Linked DNA regions of Sus scrofa: region 1 is linked to region 2. The links are chromatin contacts, called in public promoter capture Hi-C maps. All regions are on one chromosome and are shown on one strand. Each heading gives the region's core, a stretch centred on a gene start, on an enhancer-like site or on the middle of the called end of the contact. The rest is flanking DNA. Distances are from core to core; before and after follow the strand shown. Region 1 holds the start of POC5 (centrosomal protein POC5). Region 2 holds the start of HMGCR (3-hydroxy-3-methylglutaryl-CoA reductase).

Evidence for each region. Promoter capture Hi-C pulls out the DNA fragments that hold promoters and counts their contacts.
Region 1: a contact with region 2 is called in a promoter capture Hi-C map of liver, with 3 times the contacts expected there. The contact joins the promoter of POC5 here to the promoter of HMGCR in region 2. A contact is called at or near these places in 1 of 5 promoter capture datasets (liver) and 1 of 47 Hi-C or Micro-C datasets (heart right ventricle).

What each region holds. Positions count from the first base shown.
Region 1 is chr2:84,728,936-84,733,202 of Sscrofa11.1, reverse strand. POC5 (centrosomal protein POC5) reads left to right here and starts at 2,223. Exons shown (of 13, transcript XM_005661493.3): 1 at 2,223-2,348; 2 at 2,757-2,952. It overlaps LOC102163716 (a long non-coding RNA gene), which reads right to left and starts at 2,109. Exons shown (of 3, transcript XR_002342107.1): 1 at 1,966-2,109; 2 at 1,454-1,507.
Region 2 is chr2:84,377,750-84,381,719 of Sscrofa11.1, reverse strand. It overlaps HMGCR (3-hydroxy-3-methylglutaryl-CoA reductase), which reads right to left and starts at 1,475. Exons shown (of 20, transcript NM_001122988.1): 1 at 1,398-1,475.

The sequences.
Region 1 (4,267 bases), core at 974-3,473, 350 kb before region 2:
ATCTAATTTATTCCTCCATAAAATGAAAGTGATAGAGTAGATTATGCTTGCTATCCTAGGACAAGAGTCATCAGTGTTAAAGATTTCCTGGTCGAGCAATGTTCCCTTACAGTCCTAGCTAAACAAATAATAGGGTAAGGAGACAGAAGGCTTTTTAGATGAATCAGAGATGACCTGGAAAAGAAACCAGTTTCAAACCATTCCCCTAACTCAGGCCTAGCAATAATAACATGGGTTTCAAATCTTTCTCCCAAAAAATAACCCAGAGATGCTCCCAACAAGTACCCAGAGCTATCTGAGCTTCATGCCTGAAGAAGATAAAACGCCAGATCTTAAGAAAGTGAACTGCATGTGCTTTTAAAAAATTGTGAAGTGCTTTCACGTACATTGCTTCCCAACAAATTCATATGTCCATCTACATAAATCTAGCTGTGATATTAGTTGGAGGGATGGAAGTAACAGATTGCCCCCCAAAATACAGTGACTTAAGGGGAAAAAGAAACAATTGGTTTGTTTTGTTATATTACAGAACTGGCAGAGTTCTCTTCTACATGATCATTCAGCCCAATAGAGAGGGGAAGGAGAAGGCTTAGAGAAAGCATTCACTAACGTCTTAAATCTCAACTAAGAAATTGGTACATTTCATTCCCTCTAAGTGGGGACATGTATTGTTTACTCTTTCTAGGAATCTTGGGAAAAGAATCTGTTCTAAATTCATGACATCCAGACAGGTTTGTCTCTTTCTACATGTAGCTTCACAGAAGAATGGAGATGGCTTACCCATTTTATGAAACATGCCTCCCAAAGGGATAGAGAGGAGAAATGTGGAGCCAAGTACAGGAGGGGATAAGGATGGTGATCAGAAACAATTCCAGTGTAAGGGGTCAACATATGGCAATTCAATTAAAAAAGATTTTTGAACAAGGTGTGAATTTGTATCTATTTGGCATTTGTAATAAGCATGGAAAAGGGGTGGGGGGGACAAGCAAACCATAAGAACTATAAGTTTCTTTTTTTTTGGTCTTTTTTGCTATTTCTTGGGCCACCCCTGCGGCATATGGAGGTTCCCAGGCTAGGGGTCGAATCGGAGCCATAGCCACCGGCCTACGCCAGAGCCACAGCAACGCTGGATCCGAGCCGCGTCTGTGACCTACACCACAGCTCACAGCAACGCTGGATCGTTAACCCACTGAGCAAGGGCAGGGACCGAACCCGCAACCTCATGGTTCCTAGTCAGATTCGTTAACCACTGCGCCACGACGGGAACTCCAGAACTATAAGTTTCTTATGTCAAAGACACTGCTGGTGCTCTTCTTATTTCTTTGCTTGTATAAACAGAAGTCTAGCTCTGCCAGCAGGTAAGTAGGTGAGACCCACGTTATGCCATTTCTACCTACAGAAAACCAAACAGATACCTCATCCTCCAGATAACACAGAGATCCTAAAAACTTACGAGGGTCTCATTACTTGCTCTCCAGATTGAGGCACTCCCATTACCATCTTGATCCTAAGGCACCAATATAAGCAGAAAATTAGTTTTTTTGATGTTTGTATGGTAGGTATTTCAGATATAGTAACTCGCTGAATCCCCCTACAAACTTTTCTGTGGGTGGCATTATCCAAGGTGACAGTGAGTCGGTGGTAGAGCCAGGATATACTTATGATTCTAAGATCCGATACTCTCTTCACCAGAAGGGCTTGCCCGGCAGTCTGACACGTTTCAAGTTAGCAGTAAAACCTAGCCCAGCAGTTTCTTAAAGCATAGTCCGCAGACCTATGCATCAGAATCACTGTTAGTCTTTTTTAAAATTCAGATTCCCTAGCCCTACCCAAGACCAAGACCCAAGGAATCAGCAAGCAGGTAGGGGTCAGTGATTGTTGAGGGCCACCTAGGTTCGCAGATGATTCATACGCACGAGGACCTCACGCATAAGCTCTGAGCATCATTGAAAGACAACTACATACCGCCCTAGCTGACTTCAGCCCTGCTCCGCAGGCGTTAACAAAATCTGCCCCCTAAGCCACCTCAGAATCGAACTGAGCACCGCCTCGCAAACGCTGGGCGGGGCTCCCTAAGACCCCGCCCCCTCAAATCCGGCGCGAGCTGGGGGCGGGGCTCTCCCAGAGTAACTTAATTCCGGCTTCTCCAGGTCGCCACCATCCGGAGCCCCGCCCCTGGCCCTCGGGCCAATCAGGCAGCAGGTTGCTCAAGCTCTGGGCCAATGCACAGGGCCGTCCTTATTTCCTCACTGCAGTTTGAAACTGTCAGGTTGCTGCTAAGGAAGCTGCTGAGTTCGCTGTTGTTTCAGCGGCTAACGCGGCGAGAAGACACTGAAAGAGAAGTCCAGGTTTGCGGAGAGCAGCGACAGTGGGTAGCGACGCCCCGGGCGGACCCCGCGCCCCTGGAGGAGGCTTTGGCGTGGGGTTTAAAGTGCCTCGGCCGAGGTTGCGGCTCCCGGGGATCGAACGGGACAGGGCTGGCGGCGTCTTCCCCAGCCGCAGGCCCTTCAGCTGTGATGCGGAGCGGCAAAGTCGAGATGTTTTCCCTTGCCCGGTGTTCAGGAAGAGAGGTCCAAGAGTGAGGGTACCTGGAGTTTAACAGAGTAGTCAGTCATGTGTTCAGGCCATTTAAAATTGGGGGGGGGGACGGGGGATAATTATGTCCAATGCTTTATTGCTTTTAGGTAGGAATTTGATTAACACGGGTTAGTAGCAATATGATTGAAGAAAACTTAGAACCCTTTGCTTGCTCGCAGCTGCTTCTCCCCTGTGCCTTTACTCTCCACTCCGACGTGGGGAAGGACCTTCGCACCCTCTCTGCCTACCTCCAGTTAGGACTGGTCGAGGACTCAGGGACGTCACTCTGCTGCCAGCTCTCAAGTTAATTCACTGTTCCTCTGCCTCTTGGGAGTTAATTTGAATTCCCGGACCCCCGCCTCTCCCAGCTGCCAGGTAATTACCACGATGTAATTTGATTTTTCTGGCAATAGTGAAGCACTCAGAACTTTATATCTCGTGGTCTCTGATATTTCGGGTTGGAGAATACCGAACATTTAGTGATCAATCTGAGATACGTCGGCCACCGTTAAAGCAAGCTTTTTTTTTTTTTTCCTCGTTTCTGAAGTAGAAACGGTAAGAAAAGTGCTACTGTTGGTAGAGTTTTAAACTGTCATACCTTGTTGGCATCAAAGCAGGGCAGGTGGAAGATATATAGCATATTTTCCAAAAATCAGTAATTGTTTTGTGTCTGCAGTATCTATATTCGGAAAGCCATTGAGGTCTCACATCCTTTTCAGCTCATTTGTTTTTTTAAAATATTGAGCATCCCCAACTACCGTCCTTCTTACTCCCTACCCAGTCTACAAACACACCCTGAAGGAAGAAGGGAATAGAAATAGAAAGGACAAAGTTACCACAGTGGTGGATTTTCAGTCAGTGAAGCAGCCATTCCTTGCTGCAGATGTGTGTGCTTATTTTATCCTCGCTAATTGGCTTAACTAAAGTCAGTCAGGCTGAGATTGAGTTTACTTAATCATGTCTTTACACAGTCATGCTCATTGAACATAGTTTAAATTTCCTTTTCAGTCTCACCCCAACCTGTTTCCATTCTAATATTACACTTTTCACTGTCTGCCCTTTCTATTTCGGTGTCTTCTTCATCTCTTAATTTTCAGCCCACTGGGATTGAGAATCATTCCACTTTCCACTAAAATTGTTCAAGCAGGTGCCCTAGCAACTTCCTGATTGCCAAATTCAGGGACTCTGTCAGATTGTCATTTTCTTTCTCATTTCTGACCACTCCCTCCAGGAAGCTTTTGTGATGCTGTTCTTGATGTTCTACTGTTCTGACTTCCTTTCCAGTCTTTGCTGACTCTTCACTTTCCCTTTAAGTATCTAGAGGCTCTGATTTTAATCCTCTTCTTGCTGCAGTAGTGGTCCTCTACTAGGATTATAGTACCTTCTGGACACATGTTGGAAGCTAAGGATCCTCCTCCTTGAGAAATACACATGTGCCCAAAGTGTTGCATACAGTTTGGGGGTAAGGATCTCAGAATAAGAACTCTTTGTCACACTCCTTTTCATAGGTGATCTTACCTTCTCTCTTTTTTTTCAGCTGTTCCCGTTATGCTGACAATGCCTCAAAATGAATTTCCAACCTATAACTCCAGTGCAGGGCTCCCACCTTGTTTAATTCCTGGGAGCACCATTCATATTGAAGCCACTGTGAATGGCATCCCTTCGAGTTGTGCTTTGCATATAGTGTGGC
Region 2 (3,970 bases), core at 226-2,725:
TCAAACATCAGGAATTTCATATGGTCAACCTAATCAGATACTGATCTAAGTGGTTATTGCTCCATGATATAGATCACGCAAGAATAAAAAGAACACATGCATACATGTGCACATGCGCACACTATCTTGAAATGCTCATGCCACCTCAACAGTTTTCACATGTTAATGATGTAATCTTTGCACATTTTTTAGTTTTCATATTACTAACTCCCATTTTTCTTTACTGCCAAGTTTATCACTAAATGGAAAGACACTACCACAAAGGAGGCCCTCAAAATCCAGTCTATCCCCAAAGTACACTCTGGGCCTTTGCTAGATTACCTCTAAATCATAAAATGTCTTTCACTGCACAGAGAGAAAAATAAATTCACGAGCAAACAAAAAATACATTCTCTACACTGCGGGATCTGAAATTATACAGAATTTATTTAGAATGGCCTGGAAATTAATGTTTCCCATGACTTCTCAGGACCAAGTCTAAGAAAGCATGTCCTCAAATCCGAAAAATCTCAAACGACCATTTAAGATGGAGTACATCAACCTCTTCCTACTGCAAAAATTGTCTGTTCTATTTTTGAACCTCCAAGGTATGTTTATCCTATTCAAAACCAAATATTTCCGGAAAACCTACTAGGTTTGGACTCAAGGAAATCAGCACCAAGGAGACTCTGCCCCTTAAAAAAAAAAAAAAAAAAAATCCTTTAGGATCCTTTGGTTGAGTCTCTACATTGGGCTCTGCATCCTCTCAATCCGTTTCTCCTGGAAATAACCGGGTGCATGTATGCAGATCTAAGGTTCTTTCAGACTCTGAGCTAGTCAGCATCATTTACGGGAAAAAAAGGTGCTGACGAACGGCAGCGCCAGGGCGTGAGCCTGGTGTGAACAGCACAGCCTGGGCGTGAACGCCCACACCTGACGGACAAGTCCTTTCCCCGAGATGCGGGCTCGGTTGTCCCGCAGCCCCCAGTATTTCTCGAATCTAGGGAATTCCGAGGTCACCCTGCCTGGCACTCTTTCCGCCTGGCGATCGTGACCCAGCGGCCAGCACCGCCGACTTCGGACAGAGCCGACTAACCCGGCCACACCCCGCCGGTCTACCGATGGTGACGGCAGCCCCTCGGAGACCTGCCCGCCTCACCCCCTCCGGCCCAGCCTGGCCAACGGGCTCCCCGGCATCGGTGCCGGCCGCGGCTCGGCCAGCTGCGCCTCAAGGACGTCTCCTCGCAGTCCCCGCGGGGCCGGGCTCCACTCCGGGCAAACCCACCAGCACAGTTCCCCCCGGGTCTGCAGGAGGTGCCGGCTTCCCCTTCCCAGGGCTGGACGGAGCTCGAAAACCTCCACCAACACGACCCTAATCAGCTCTCACCTACCGCCGCCCCGGCCACCGCCCTCCTCACCTCCTGGTTTCACTAGAGGACACAGACCCGGGAAGCCGGCGCTCCGCCCGTCTCCAGTCAACGGAGACGCGGAGCGGAAGGAACCTTCGTTGTACGCACGCTCGGAACCGGGCGAGTCTGCGACCAATAAAGAAGGATCGTCCGATCGTCTAGCCAATCATCTGGGGGTTGCTCGGCCTGACGGCGCTACGTCACGAACGGTCGCCTTAACAACCGCCCATAGCTCTCACCAGTGCAGAGAACTTGTACCGCACCATCTCTCACCACGGCTCGGCCAACCAATAGCCAGTCGAGTCCCAGCACCAGGGTCTGCCTATTGGTCAAAGAGACGTGGGGGCGCACGCATGGAAGCTGTCTAGGCGAAGACGATAGGGGATCTGGCTGGTGGAGTGTCCTACAGCCCAGGACCTGACCTGCGGTCACCCCGCCTGTGAAAGTACTATGGGAAGCAGTAGTAGCGAGCAGAATTGGAGCGTGCAGATAAACGCAGGGTCAGGTCAAGGATAGAAAACTCAATTACTCAGTGGAGAGTGGTGGAGGGAAGTGAAGGTGGCTCTGAAAAACGGTGTAATAAAAAAGGGAAGGTGGCAGAGAAGTTTAACCCAAATCTCAAGCAGACCCATATCTGAAATCTAAACCAACATTTTACTGTGACTTACCTGTTACTATAAATAGTGTAAATGGCTCCAGTCTTGAGGTCTCTGTCTCATTTCCTCCCATCTCCTTCTCTCCTTTTCTCCCTCTCTCCCTCCAGTGCAAGGCACTGGTTACAGATTTGAAATGTGCCTTCTTTGTCTTGTCTGCTTTCCCCTTGCCCCCTCCCTGCTGCAAGCCTTTATTATATCTTGCCTGAAATAATGCAACAGCCTCTCCTAACTGGTCTCTCCACTCTTAAGTGCTTCCACCTTCCAATCCTATTGTTCTGTAGATCTGCCACCAAACCATGGAGAGTTGCTCACAGTCTACTGGTTTAAAGAATCTGGGAACCCCAGTATGGCCCCACCCCATATTTCTTGTGTGTCTCTCACTGTGTCAACCTGAGTAACTGACCTTTTTTCAGTACATTCAGTACCTTTTTACCTCCCTCTTTATGTTCTCTTTGTTTGACGTAGATATGCCTGCACATTTTAATTGTTGAAATCCTAACTCCTTCAAGGACCATTTCATATGTCACCGCTTTTCCTGATTCCATCAGATACATATCATTCTCCCTACTGTAACCACCATTAACATGTCCATATTCTGTGACTTGTCTTAATAACTTTTTATGTGGAAATTTCTTAAGAGCAGGAACTGCAGTCCACTGAAACTTGAAACAGTCCCTGATACATATTATATACACTCAGTAGGAGTTTTAATAAACTTATCTTACTAAAATCTCATAATCCCTAGGAAATAGATAATATTTCCATTTATAAGGAAAAAGAGTTTGTTAAGCAACTTGCTGTAGATCACATAGGATAATAGTTGAGGAACTTGGGATTTGAACCCAAATCTAAAGCTTATACTGGTTCCACTATCTTTCACTGCTTTGGTATGGGATCTTTATTCATAGCTCTTTACCAGATACTTTCAGCTGTTTTCTTTTTTTTTCTTTTGTCTTTTTATAGCTGCAACTGCAGCATATGGTGGTTCCCAGGCTAGGGGTCCACTTGGAACTGTAGCCACTGGCCTATGCCACAGCCACCACAATGCCAGATCTGAGCCGAGTCTACAACCAACGCCATAGTTCACACAACACTCGATCCTTAACTGACTGAGAGAGCCCAGGGATTGAACCTTCGTCCTCATGGATACTAGTCAGATTTGCTTCTGCTGAGCTTCAATGGAAACTCCTACCAAATACTTTTGGTATGCCCATTATGTGCTTTGGTTGGCACTAGAAATATAGGAGCAGACATGGAAACTGCCTTTATGAACCTTATACCCCTTTGTAGAGTTGGATGATTGTTAAATATTTGTTGAATTAATTAGAGTGGAAGGAAAGAGTTTTCCCAGTGAAGAAGACTAAGGGAAACTAACCAAAGATTGCAGTATCCTATTAAGAGTCTTATCAAAAGGAAGAAGAAGAAAAAGATCTGTAACTACCAAGGGCCTAGAAACTTTGTCATACTTTCAATATCTCTAGAAGCCAAAAGGGCCAGGTATCTCAGAATTATAAGTTATAACTTATACAAATGCTTACTATAAATTCAAATAAGGTTTATGAAGGTGTTTCAACAAAAGTCTTTAGATCAAGATTAGAAAATTTCGTCCCCAAACTCTGCTTCATTAAGAGCTCCAATGAGATTGTGAGTCCAAAAGCAAGCAATAAACAGTCTTTAATTGTCTAGCTGTATGTTCTTTTTTTTTCATCTTTTGCCTTTCTAGGGCAGCACCTGCGGCATATGGAGGTTTCCAGGCTAGGGGACTAATCGGAGCTGTAGCTGCCGGCCTACACTACCACCACAGCAACACAGGATCCATGCCGCACCTGCAAACTACACCACAGCTCAGGGCAACACCAGATCCTTAACCCATTGAGCAAGGCCAGGGATCGAACCCTCATCCTCATGGATACTAGTCAGATTCAT